Regions from separate parts of the Mus musculus genome. Here all the other regions are linked to region 1. The links are chromatin contacts, called in public Hi-C maps. All regions are on one chromosome and are shown on one strand. Each heading gives the region's core, a stretch centred on a gene start, on an enhancer-like site or on the middle of the called end of the contact. The rest is flanking DNA. Distances are from core to core; before and after follow the strand shown. Region 1 overlaps Gm35164 (predicted gene, 35164). Region 2 overlaps Cacna2d3 (calcium channel, voltage-dependent, alpha2/delta subunit 3). Region 3 overlaps Cacna2d3 (calcium channel, voltage-dependent, alpha2/delta subunit 3).

Region 1 (4,357 bases), core at 1,662-4,161:
TTTGAAGTTTTTCTGGTTTACTTCTTTTATGACAATAAAATACCAACCAAAAGCCACTTGGAGAGAGAGTATTTGTTGCATCTCGCAAGTAACAGTTCATAACTGAGGGAAATCAGGGCAAAAACCCAAGGAAGGAATCTGGAGCCAGGAACTGAAGCAGAGACAGTGGAGGGGGGGGGCTGCTTACTAGCTCATTCAGCCTGCTTTCTTGTGTAATTCCAGATGACCTTCCAAGGGATTGAGCTGCCCACAGTGGGATCTAGCATCTCACATCAATCATCGAGCGAAAAATAGTACCTGGCAGACATGTTCCTAGGCCAATCTGATGGAAGCGATTTCTCAACCGAGGTTCTTTTCTTCCCAGATTACTCACTCTGGTTTCTGTTAAGTTGACAAAAACTAACTGCCACGGATGCTATAAAAAGGTCTGCAGTAAGATACAAACTATCTCTTGCATAAATTCCAGCCATTTCCTACGCTTTAGTCAGTATAAGGATATCAATACAAGTATATATTATTTATAATAGTATTTAATGAGTATATTATGTTATAGTAACAACACCAAGCCCCTGTGATATGTGATAATCCGGGGAAAGTATTTACTAATGTGATTCTTTGCCAACTTGTTTCCTCTCCAAAGCAATTGTACCAATTTACCACTCCTATAGGGGCATAGGAACCATCCTCATTTCACCAACACAAAGGGGGTCAACAAGAGCAAGCCCGTGCCAAAGCCATCTGGTTGGTGCCTGCTTCTTTTACCCTGGCCTCATGTCTTATCTTCTTGCTGCCCACAGGACATTCTGCAAAGACTGTCTACAAAACCCCAAACTGCTCACTAATTCCACTGTGTCATGTTGGTTCCAGACCCTGGGGCTCAAGAAGTTTGCCTCCCAAGAAGGCCAGCCTGCTGGCAGAAGGCAGACTCCACAACCCCATCCGCCCCACCACACAAGTATGCGCCTCTCCCAGCCAACAAGACTTTTTATTTTCATAACTTTGTGTCATTATCTCTGTGCAGAATTGTGAGCGGAGAAGAGGAAGAGGAAGAGGAGGGAGAAAAGCCTGACACAGAGAACATTCTTCCCAAATCACCTCCTTTCATTCTGAAGTTTTAATTACCCAGATGACTTTTATCTCCAAGGAAATAGCCCCAGTTCCCAGAACACATGCTTTCAGCCTCATTTGACCCCCACATGGTCATGGGATAAAACGAAAAGCAAGGCTGAAGCTACTGAAGAGTCATAAGGAAATCATTTCTCCAGCAGATAGCATCTGTCCACACGAGTGCTCAGGATACCCCAGCAACAATGACAGTTTCCAGGAACAAACCAAGCAGGCATGGCTAGTATTTCCCAGGGCAACGGCTGCAGATGCTCATCCAGTAGGAATCACCCTGCCCACAACTTCCCACCAGTCCTCCTCATGGTAGTCTTCAAGACCCATCTCAGTCAGTGGAGACTTGAACTCTGATCTACCGGAGGCCAAGAAGAACCGGTCCAAAGAAATGGAGACCCAGCTGCAAATATTCTGCCCCCCACTGGTAAGTTTAGTGTGCGCTCCTCTCTGAATCACTCTCAGAAACATGGACAACAGTGACTCTCCTGCTGAGACTTTCTGGATGAAGTGAGATTTATGCCATAAAGCTCACCTATGATAGAGCGCACAAAGGTACCTGGCATACAGCACCATACTGAATGGTGGACACACAAGCTACAGTTGTACTTCAAGGTCTGGCCTTTCCATTCTGATCTGTCCTCATTTTTCTCTTCCCAACTAGTATAACTGGCTCCTCCTGGCTCTCTCGGTATCAATGCCTTCCTTGAATTCACAGAATATATAGCCAGTGAAAACAACCTTCACTCTCTCTCACTCTCTCTCACTCACTAACTCACTCACTCACTCTCTCTCTCAGTCACTCTCTCACTCACTCATTCACTCACTCACTCACTCTCTCTCTCACACTCACTCTCTCACCAACTCACTCACTCACTAACTCACTCACTCACTAACTCACTCACTCACTCTCTCACTCACTCACTCTCTCACTCACTCAGTCAATCGGGCCCATTCCATAGAATCCATTTCATTTGTTGATGAGATTTTGCCATCTGGCACATGTGACATGCACTTCTGGGTCCAGGTGTTACTAAAATGTTTAACTCTGAAGATTTTATCAAGACTTACCAGTGCCTTTTCCTCAGCAAAATCTGCCTCATTAGGAAGTCATTTTTAAAATTGAGTTTGTACGAAACCCGTCCAAAAGTCTTGTCCAGAGGATGACTCCTAGGCTCTTCATGGTTAGTAAGGTCCGAGGCAAGTGGAAGAAATCATTTATAGGACTCCACTATCAGAAGTCAAAATGCTGAGGTGGGGACTGAAATGTCTTCTTCCTGTTACAGAATTCACCCACTATCTAGGGTACAGAGAGTATTACAATTAGAGCATCTGAAAGCTCACTGAACCAATCAGAACACATCTTCTGATTTCTACCAAGAGATTCGCAGCACAGTAGGTATCAGTTAGCTAGTTAGCATATACCTGCGTAACATACACATGGGTCCTGCCATGCAACAAGGAGGACAGGTACATATTCTACGTATTGGGAAACCGTGTGGTTACCATTCCTGCAGATGTGGTTCTGATACTACTTTCTCCCACAAAGTCCCAGTACCCTTCACTCCCAGCCCTCTATCGTTCACTTCCTGTACCACACAAGCAGTGGTGTGCGGGAGGGAGGATAACCACTAGGGAGAGGTGGTTGTTAAATGTTCTTAACTTTTGTGACCCGCGGGACTTGATAGCCTTCTCTTGGCCCTGCTAGATGTATTTGTACCAGTGAAGGCCACAAAGGCAGCAGACCCAGTCTCCCCGAAGTCCTGAGAGCTGGTTGTTAAATATTTACTAGCACACCATAGCAGAGAGGTTAATCTGCCCCTCCCCCATTCTCCCTTTTCCCACAGTACTCACACTGGCCTGACCCCTACCCCTCAGCTCCAAATCCAAATGACTGTCTCAGAACCACCCAGATGAAACTTCACGCCATGTTTAGCTGTTTTCTCTGGGAGAGTGGTTGGATGCCAGGTCTCCAGTCCCACTGGCAAAGATGCTCTCTCGTCTTTAATGAATTCCACCTGCTGGCCACACCCTGAGCCTTTGGTGGATTTAAGGAAGGAAGTTCTCTTCCAGAAACAAGGACAGTTGATGGGCATGTACAGGCTCTCCCTCCCCCACTCCTGTTCTCACTCTGTCTGCTGGTCTCTGTCTCTGCCTCTCCATGTGTCTCTGTCTCTTCATCTCTTTCTGTGTGTCTTTCCCTCTCTTTTTCCCTCCCTCCCTCCCTCCCTCTCTCCCTCCCTCCCTCCTCCCTCTCTCCCCTCCTCCCTCACTCCCTGTGAAACAAGCATTCTAGTACTGAGCTACATGTTCAGCCATCTCTCTTTTTGTATGTGTGTAGATACAGTGCATGAGCAAATGTACGTGTGCATGTTTACATGAGAGTGGGCACACATGTGTGTACAAGTGCACACACATGTGTATCTTCATACATAGGGAGGCCAGAGGTTGACCTGTGTCATTGATCACTCTCCACATTACATGCTGAGGCAGGGTATCTCAGTTAAGCTCATAGCTCAACAATTTGGCCACTCTGGCTAGCCATTTGTCCCAGATTCCCTCTCTGATTCCTGAGGCTGGGATTACAGAAGAGCCCCCCAAGCCCCTTAGAGCATTTGTCTGAGTTCTGGGGACCTGAACTCAGATTGCCATGCCTATATGGCAAGTGTATCACCCCGGTCTCTAGTAAACTGTTTATCATCACTCTTCTACGTGTTCATAGCCCTGCCCTCCACACTGGGTCATGTGATCAAAGCAGGTCACTTCTAAGAGTCCCTTACCAAACTGTGTGATATGTGGGTGATGTGCTCAAGCAAATTCCTCATGGGCCTAGGGATGGAGATGCACTGGTCCTGGTAGGTCCTGCAAGATGCCTCCTGATCTCATCAAGGACTGACCCCACCATTGGAGATTCTTTGCCACAACATTCCCTCCTCCCTAGATTACTATGATAGAAATACACATGGAGAAAACCAGGCCATAGTTTTGAGGCAGGAGGGCCTCCGACAATTCGCCTCACACTTCAGCAACTTTGCAGTTTATGTTTGTAAACCCCACATATTTACTTGCCCTGGTTTTGTTACAGTAAACTCATTTGGAGTCACCACATAAAAGGGCTTTGTTTACATGGCCTCTGCTTTCAGTTTAGATTCCTGGTTTCATCTATTAAAATGAGCCCAGTTTTATTCTCCCAAAGAATAAGAAAACTCTAAATAAAGCCCCAAGACTTCCAGACGTGGAT
Region 2 (4,164 bases), core at 1,647-4,146, 340 kb before region 1:
CTCAGAGTACTCTTGGGGCAGAGCTGCGGCACTAGAGATCTTTATTTAAAGTTCCAAGACTTTGTAGACGAAAAAAAAAAATGGATACGCAGTCTGAAAACTGATCTGTCTGTGACCAGAGTCCATTTCAGATGACCAGTTACCTGGACAGCCTTAGGCAGGGAGCTCTGCCTTGCTATTGCCTGTTGTGAGCTAGAACAATTTAAGGAAGATTGAAGTAGCCTGTTATTGGAGCAGCTGGTGAGAGACAGTGGGGTGAGCCAATGAGACATGGTTCTTAGAGGCCTTCGTGGATCTGGGAACATGGCGCTGGCTTTGGGAAAGGTTATTACTGACTCTGGCAGACTGAAGGGTCCTCATTATTCCTTTCTGGAACCCCTGAAGGAAAGTGATCTTGTATTCTGAGAAAATGCTATAATACCAAAGATAACCATTTCTAGGCTTTTACTGTGTGCCAGACACTCTGCTTGATCTAGCTTTATCATCTTAGCTTTAAAATTGAGCCCAGGGATATTAAATAACTTGCCCAAATTCCTTCCGTGGCCGGTAAGTGGAAACGCCGGACTCTGATCCTGAGCCCACAATAGCTCTGTGCTGCCTCTTGGCTTTTTCAGTAGACTATGAAACAGGAAGGGGTGGGTTCATCTTTCAAGTGCTAATGCAACCCTAAGAGAAAGCAAGAAGTGCCAGGCAGGGAGGAAGACGATCCAGGATGTAGGAGGATGGTCCAGGATGTGGCTGGGATCATGTTCTTGGGGGAGGGAGCATCTAACGTAGTGTCTATAGGATAGCAGCTGAGACCCTCCACATTCTGAGTATGAGGGTTCCCCCCACGTTGGCCTGGCACTGGAATTGGCTGAATTACAGTGTGGAGATAGCTGGACTTGGCAGCCTATGAAGGACTCTTTGGTGTGGTGTTACCCAATGAAAGCAGGAAGTCCAGACACTGTCACTCAGACTGTGGCCCTTCCAACAGGAGCTCTGTTCTGTGTTCCAAGCACACTAACTTTGAACAGGGAGTGCGGCGCTTTCACAATCACTGAATGACAAAGGGAGGCAGGTTTGGAAGGATCTGTACATGTAGTTCTCAAGAATGTAACTGGGAGCACCTTTAAATGTTCAGATCATCATCTGCCTGCATGGTTCCCAGAGGAACACAGTCTCAAAGGCTTTGATGCTTTCTAATGTTAGCACTAATCTCTCATTGGCAAGCTCTAATCCGGAGCTACACATGGGGTGGGTCTTGGAAAGGAGAGCCTGGCCTCTCTTCTTCAATGCGAGGCAGACCACCTATGGAGAAGATGGGAAAGTCCAGTCGAATACTGCCCACTCTTCTAGACCTTCCTATAACCTCAAGTTTTGAAAGCATTTTTTCCTTGTTCTTCCACTACCCAGAACTCATGCCCTTGGCTTTCTTGCCTAGGGAAAGAAATAGGGACCATTATATCTGGAAAAGCTTAGGTGTATGGTCAATCAAGGGTGATTTGTGAAAACAGTTGAGCCCAGTCATCCGTTAGTGTGCCACCTCATTCTCAACCCTTTGATAAAGTGGAAGGTTTCTGATTGTCATCATTGTGAAGATTAGCAAACAGCACTTCTTGGGAATATATCTTTGCCTCTTCTTTTTTTTTTTTTTTTAAAAAGATGTTTGTTTTTATTTCATGAATATGGGTGTTTTATCTGCATGTGGGTCTGGACACCAGGTGAGTGCCTGGCTGTCCTGGAGACTAGTAGTGGGATTTAGGTATCCTGGAATTAAAGTGACAGGTGGTTGGTGAGTCACCATGTTGGTGCTGGGAAGTAAACATAGGTCCTCCGAAAAAGCATCAAGTGCCCTTAACTGCTGGGCCATCTCTCCAGTTTGCCATCTTCACTGAATTACTTAGTGTAAAGAAGATGCCAGTGTGTATCTTGCTGGTGAATGCAAAGGTACCGTGCTCCTGACAAGGTTGTACCATCTCCAGCCATACCAGCCTGATCTCCTCTAAGAAGATTGTGTTGTGTGAATCACCGTGTGCTCAGCCAAGTTGGTCAATTGATGGCATCATAGTGCTCTGGTGCTCTGCATTGGGAGGCTGCCTAGAAAGGTGCTCCATTATTCATGGGTAATACTTGCCATGAAGTAAGAAAGGCAGCAAGCATGTCATCAACCTGCCTCCCAACCTACACCTATCCTCCATCAACTATCACATTGCCCCTTCTCCTGTGAGGAGAAGTCACTGACCTAGACTACAGTTGGATATATCAGAATGCTATCCACTGCAGACAACAGAAACCAAATTCAAATGAGCTGAAGCGGATATCTGTAAATCAAAAGGAGCTCATTATTTGATCATCTGAAGTAGACAGACACTGTTTCACATAACTAAAAAGAAAAACGAAAGAAACAAAGTGTTATCTGGTTTCAGGATCTTGGACACAGCAGAAGTCACCAAGGCTCTCAGTTTCTAGTTTTATTTGTGTCAGCCACAGTCTCAGTAGACGCTCTTCTTCTAGTGGTCCCCTGAACCAGCTCAGCAAAGTCAGTGGAAAGGAGAGTTCTTTTTTTATCCCCAAAGTTTCATCTGAGAGGCTTAGAGCTAGTTCCCATTAGCATAGCTTGGAGAACTATCCAGGGCAGAAGAAGGAAAGGATGAATCCCATACCTTGGGGACAGAGAGTTAGCTCTACAGCAGACCTCATGAACTAAAACTATAGGCATATCATTTCCTAAAGGAAATAGTGGGGTATTGGTAAGAGGCAAGGGGCAATACCCTTCAAATAAAGGACTCTATGTTCCCAGACAACAACATGCTCTATGCTCTCCTAGTCCAGCTAGAGTTGGAGCTGTCTCTGAAGACTCTTGGGTAAGCTGCTGACCTTTGCATACCTCTAGTTGCTGGCTTATGAAATAAATAGGCTGAAGTCAATGGTCCATTCCAACTTTCAGCCTTGGCTCATCTATGCCGCAGCTACACCGGCTGCCCTAGGGTTAGCATCCACTATCACCATCCTCAATATGTAAACTGGTCATCTCAGACCTGGATTATGCCGCACACTTACCACCAGCTAGCCTACAAACCTCCCAATATTGTTTAGCTGAGATTTCAGAAAGTTCCAGAACTGGTTTCAGAGGACCACACTCCAGAGAAGTGAATATGATCCGTACCACAGATGCCTCTGCCATGCTGAAAGCTTCCTGCAAGGAAGACTCCATTTGTTTGGTCGAGACAGCCCCCACCAAGCTCCTTTGGTGTGTATACTCTGGGTAAAAGTAATTATTTTTATGAGGCATTATTCATGTCTAGTCTTCCCGAGGGCCACCCCAAATTGCGTTTCCCTAGCTATTAAAGGCTTTAACAGGCACGCAGAACCTCTAGGAGCCTCCTCTAGGGGAAAAAGAGCAGAATTTCTCTTGAAGTCCACCACCTTCAAGGGCAATTTGCTGCCCGTTTCAGGACTAGGCTGAGAGGTTGGCACCTGAAAAAAGGGGCAAAATCTTTTTCTTTCAAGTGAAGCCGGAAAGTGGGAGTCAGGAGAGAAAGTGGGGAGTCGAGAGTGTTTCTCCACCGCGGCTGGAGTCACTTTTTCGTCTTGTTGTGAAACTGGCAAACTTTAACATGCTGAAGCAATGTTTGTCAGAATTCTCTAATTCTGAATATGGCCCTGGCCCAAATGAATGTAGATGTTGTTTTAGTGCTAGGAGAGATTTATTTTAATGTACAGATGTAGCCACTACAAAGGCCCCTTTTAATCTACAGGAGACGGTTCCTTGCCCCCCACCCCCACCCCATTTGCTCTCAGCTGTCCTCCTTTTTTCAGGGACCTGGTGGAAGCTGTGAAACTGAAAGGCATCTGCCTCACCCCATCCCACCTCATCTGTTAAGGTGATGATGGCCCATGATGTGCTGACAAAAATAATTAAGACACTTTGTGAAAGAAAGAGTTAGGAAGGCTCTGTACCCTTCTCCAGCCTGCCCGTGATTCAGAGGCAAGGCTGTCTGATAGGGTCAAATGTGCCCGCACCAGGGCTGAAGTCTTCAGCTCTTTACTATGAGGTAGCTCCCAAGAAAGGGGTTCCCTTATTATTCTGGGGTTCTCTACACACCAAAGGACCCTCTCCTTTCCTGCTTGGCTCTGAGGTGAGACAGTCATACATGGAACTATGACTCGGGTACCAACTTC
Region 3 (4,599 bases), core at 367-2,866, 460 kb before region 1:
CTTCAAAGTCAGAGGCTGGTCTGCAGCTTGCACTGTGCCTGTCCCGGTGGAGGGCCACACTCAACCTTACCAGCCCCAGGCCTGCCCTTTGCTCTGCCTGTGCTTGCACCTTCATTCTGGTTGGCCAAAGGGGACTTTCAAGATGGCAGCTTCTTACTGATGATCTCAAAGCAGCCAAACTTTTATTCATTATGAAGATTTTTCATAAAATCTTAAGGGCAACATGCCCATCATAAAACACAGTCCCTAGGGATGAAGGCATCTAGAGGCCGTTCCCCCTCCTTGCCCCCCGAAATTCTAATTTACTCTCTTTAGTCCTCCCTCTACCTGCATCTCCCAGGCCCACTCTTCCTTCTCTTCTTATCTACTCCCTCTTTCTCTCTGTTCTCTCCTCTCTCCTTCCCTCCTCTCCTCTCCCCCTCCTTTCCCTCTCCCTTGCCCTCTCTCCCTCTCCTTCCCCAACTCTTTTTTTTCTTTCTTTTTGTCTAACTTACTATCTGTGATGGGGGGCTATGAGCACCACACTTAGGTTCTTATAAGCACCTAACAGAGAGACCATCTTTCCACAAGCTTGAGATAGCAAAAAGACAAAACATCCCAGGGAATACATATCAAATCATGTGTCCAATTAATGAACCAATCTTACAGCCTAGGTGGTGTATACATATGTGTGTATGTGTGTATGTATGTATGTATGTATGTATGTATGTATGTATGTATGTATACATGTATGCATGTGCCTAAGAAACCAACCAGCTGGTCACCTTGCCTTATGTGATAATAGAGAGGCATCGGCTGCTACAGAAACTCTGTGGATGCAAAGGGTGAAGAGAAGTTATCTAAGGGAGAGGTTGATGTCTTCCGGAAGAAAAGGATGGTTTTTAAACTTCTCCCTTGGTACTAGAGCAAGTATCAATAATTTAGGGGGGAAATGGAGGGAAGCAGGAAACTGTTTTCTGCTTATTATGCCAGTGTTCAGGAGACATTTGTAGCTGGCATTTTTCATGTGACTGGTTTCAATAAGTACAAGATGGACACTTGGACCCAAGATGGACTGGAAGAAGACAGTCTCTTTGCTCACTACGGGAGGCCAGCATGGCAGCCCCTACTAGACCTCCTCCATTGGTCCCATTGGTTTGTCTGTCTCTGTTAGCACACTCAGGGTTCCATGGGGGAACCAGCCCAATCTTGTGCTTAGTTATCTTCATAGCACATGGCAGAGGACTCTGCATATAGCCGAGGTTTAAGGGAAGTTCTGAAGGCAAACGATGCATAGCAATGAACAGGCCGGCAGTGAACTGGGGATCTGGTGGTATGATGCCATTGGGGCCACACCCTCGACACTGACCACATTCCTGTCTGGTGCCACCCTTGGAAACAGATGAAGCACCAGGAGTAGAGGCCTGCATGGCTGCCCAGAGCTTGCACACGAGTCTGAATGCACATTCAAAGACACACACACATTGTTAGCTTGGGAAGCTGACAGGAAGCAGTCGATCTGTTGAGCAAGTTTGTATTTTATGAGCCAGATGTTCAGCATTATTACCCATCATTTCCTTTGATTCCAGAATGGCCCCCATTATGTAGCATAGGAAATGAAGGATGCATATGGAATGATGCACACTTACTATCCAACAGCGCGCCATAGCTGAGAAGTTCAGGGGCTGTTCAAAGCTTGCACAAGTGTAACGGGGCAGCAGGTTGCTTTTGGATTCTTGCTTGGACTTAAGTTAATGGGATTTTGCTGAGATGGACCATGGCGACCTCCATCTCTAACTCCTACCCTTTGGGAAATGGATGTAGATTCTGTATCTGCATTTTCCTTGGAAGCCTTAATTATGAATCCTAAGCACTGAATCCCCAGCAGCAGCTACAAGGCTGTGATGGCTGCATCATTTCTGCTTAGAGGTCTGGATAAAAACCATGGGTTGCTATTTCCTGTCCCAGGATGCCCTTTGGTCCTAAGGAGCTTGTGGTGCAAAGAAACTTTCTGATTGATTTTCCACCTCCATGAAATGTTTCAGATGCAAAAGGCCAAACTGATGAGGCTGGGGCTGATGGAGGGGCAGGGCTCTGTCTGGGTTTCTGCTAGTGTTTGAGGCTATGAGATGAGCTGGGTTACAGTGGAAGCCTGCAGCTTGGAGTTCTGGCGAAGCCAGTCTATAAGTGGGCTACAGCTCTTAGCAGAAGAGTACATAAGATTATAGTCCCTCATGTGAACTCTGCCCCCCTGGACTTACTGGGTTTCTTTTGTTTACCTAGAGCTGGTAACAGATCAGTGGCTTTAGTACTGATGCAATAGGATAAGGAGTTTTCTGTTTTGTTTTGTTTTTTGTTTTGTGCTTTGTTTGTTTGTTGATTGGTTTGGTTTTGGGTTTGTTGTTGTTGTTGTTTTGTTTTGTTTTTTCTTTTCTTTTTGCCCTGAGTGACACTGACTCTATATTCTGGCTTAACATTGGAAGTTCCTTTCCCTTGATCTTGCCTTTTGCCAGGGCAATTACTAATGATTTATAACTAACTCTTACTGGTCACAGGGGAAAAGCTTCATTGCTTATTACCGCCAATGCCATGTTTTGGTTGCACCGTGATCCATGTTGGCATTGCCTGGAATTTTGATCTGAGTTGCAAAGGTGGAAGCTGTCCAGGGTTATGGATCAGCTCAAATAAGCGTTGCTGTGCAGCAGTGAGGTTTACTCAAGGAGTTGTGAAATGGGGTGTTTACTTCCACTGGTTCTGCTATTGAGCCACCAATGGCCGCCATGCTATGCTAAGTATTTTTAGCAGAAGTTTAAAATACGTTCCCATAAACAATTACTGTGTTGCATATACTGGCTGACTTGATTCTTGGCACAACAAGAGCTGTCAATGTTGTCTTGAGTTAATGCAGTCTGGTTATTAATATTAGAAAATCATTTACTTACTTATGCTCATGCCCTGAAAGTTACCTGGGTAACAAGCTTATTCATCAGCGGTCTCAGAAGAGACAGAACAATGAAAGAACCTATATAGAGAAAGCATGTGTATAATACACAGTGTGTGTGCATAAGCATATAAAGACATCATATGTGTGTATGCATATGGACATATAAATATGTACATACATGCTTATATGTGGAGGAAGATTTGTATTAAAGCATGTAAGTGTGGAATCTGATAAATATGAATCTGTAAAGCAGATTGGTGTCCTGGAAATCCCAGGAAGAGTTGCTGTTTCAATGTTGAACTCAAAGGCAAATGAAGGCAGAATTTCTTCTTCCTTCAAGGCTGTGTCTTTTCTTTGAAGACCTTCAACTGACTGGATGAGGCCCACCCAGACTGTGGGGGGCCTTCTGCCTTATTCAGAGTCTGCCTATGTAAATCTGAGTTATAGCAGTAAAGGGGTCTTCCCGACCACCATCCAGAATAGTGGCTGGTCAAACGAGTGGACAGATGCCACAGTTAGCCCCTAAGATGCCACAGGTTTCCTGGTCCTTAAAGGCCATGACATTCCTGTCTCACTTTCATGGGGGACCCAGGCTCACTTCAAAGTAGATGCAAGTCTCGCAAGTACCCTCTAATTCTGTTGGGAAAATGTCCTAACATTCAACAGCTTTTCTTTTGTCCTCAAGATTGTCAATAGGGGTAAGATGGGGAAAATCTCCCTGTAACAACGTTCCCTGACTTTTAATCTTCACATGTACTAAATTTTTAAAATAAGGGCTTCTATTTGGAAAGTCTAGCGTGGTCCCTGAAGTTTTGCATTTATAGCAAGAACTGAAGTACGGTTGTCTCAGGGATCACATTGTAAGTAATGAGGTCTATAGGAACCCCAATAATATGCATGATACGTATGATCCTGAGTGAACAGGGAAGCAGGGCTTTGATGGTGCAGACCTGTAATCTCGGCACTGAGCCAAGAAAAGAATCATGAGTCTAAGTACAGCTTGGGCTATGGAAGATCCTTTCTCAAAAAAATAAATCCAGCATTAGAAAAGATGAGCTAAGCTGAGTTCAATGACTTTTGCACAAGAGACTAGGCAATCTGTATAGCTGTCAATCACTTAGATTCTAGCATCGTCTCCTTAGGCAGCCTCTTCCTGCGAAAGAAGTTCTATGGGAATGCACCTAGTTATTCCATAGAACTAATGCCATGAAAAAGTTATATATATATATATATATATATATAAAATCACCGTAGACTGAAGTTGGTGGATTCCTTAGCTCAGAACAATCCATAGTGGGTGTTCAAGAGAGATACAAAACAGAAAGAATTTCTCTCCCATTGGCCTTTCCCAGCATACTTTGGTATGTGTCAGCAGTGGCAAACCATTCCTTGCTCTCTTTTATTGTTTAATTCTGCCATGTACTTGCTGTGTGACCTCAGGGGCAGAGAAAGGACTCCGGCGTCCTTTGAGAGACTCTATGTCAGAGTACCATGCTGGGCACTGCTACATCTAATCTTTATGGTAATGTTAATTAGCATATTTCAATGAGTCCAGGAAGGCCTAGCTAGTGCAGCTAAGAAACTTGAAGCTGAGAATCACGGATAGTTTTGTCTTGAGCCAAAGCCTACTACTGTGTTCAGAGACTCTGTTTCCCCATTTGTACTGAGGTAGAACA

What was found. Hi-C and Micro-C count contacts between places; a contact is called where the count stands out from the background.
Region 2: a contact with region 1 is called in a Hi-C map of liver, with 4 times the contacts expected there. The contact joins two enhancer-like sites. A contact is called at or near these places in 3 of 39 promoter capture datasets (frontonasal cranial neural crest and liver) and 3 of 484 Hi-C or Micro-C datasets (liver and uterus).
Region 3: a Hi-C map of liver shows a contact between it and region 1, with 3 times the contacts expected there. The contact joins two enhancer-like sites. A contact is called at or near these places in 3 of 484 Hi-C or Micro-C datasets (embryonic stem cells and liver).

Annotation. Positions count from the first base shown.
Region 1 is chr14:28,652,100-28,656,456 of GRCm38.p6, reverse strand. The region is part of intron 1 of Gm35164 (predicted gene, 35164); the gene reads right to left. Among named protein-coding and RNA genes, the nearest start is that of Gm35164, 4.6 kb to the right of the region's middle. Within about 2 kb of position 2,911, at least 7 of the 459 cell types and tissues checked have an H3K27ac peak or open chromatin away from gene starts, as enhancers often do. A contact at or near this core is called in liver, where this site is marked.
Region 2 is chr14:28,995,488-28,999,651 of GRCm38.p6, reverse strand. The region is part of intron 27 of Cacna2d3 (calcium channel, voltage-dependent, alpha2/delta subunit 3); the gene reads left to right. Among named protein-coding and RNA genes, the nearest start is that of Lrtm1, 21 kb to the left of the region's middle. Within about 2 kb of position 2,896, at least 6 of the 459 cell types and tissues checked have an H3K27ac peak or open chromatin away from gene starts, as enhancers often do. A contact at or near this core is called in liver, where this site is marked.
Region 3 is chr14:29,105,723-29,110,321 of GRCm38.p6, reverse strand. The region is part of intron 14 of Cacna2d3 (calcium channel, voltage-dependent, alpha2/delta subunit 3); the gene reads left to right. Among named protein-coding and RNA genes, the nearest start is that of Lrtm1, 90 kb to the right of the region's middle. Within about 2 kb of position 1,616, at least 2 of the 459 cell types and tissues checked have an H3K27ac peak or open chromatin away from gene starts, as enhancers often do. A contact at or near this core is called in liver, where this site is marked.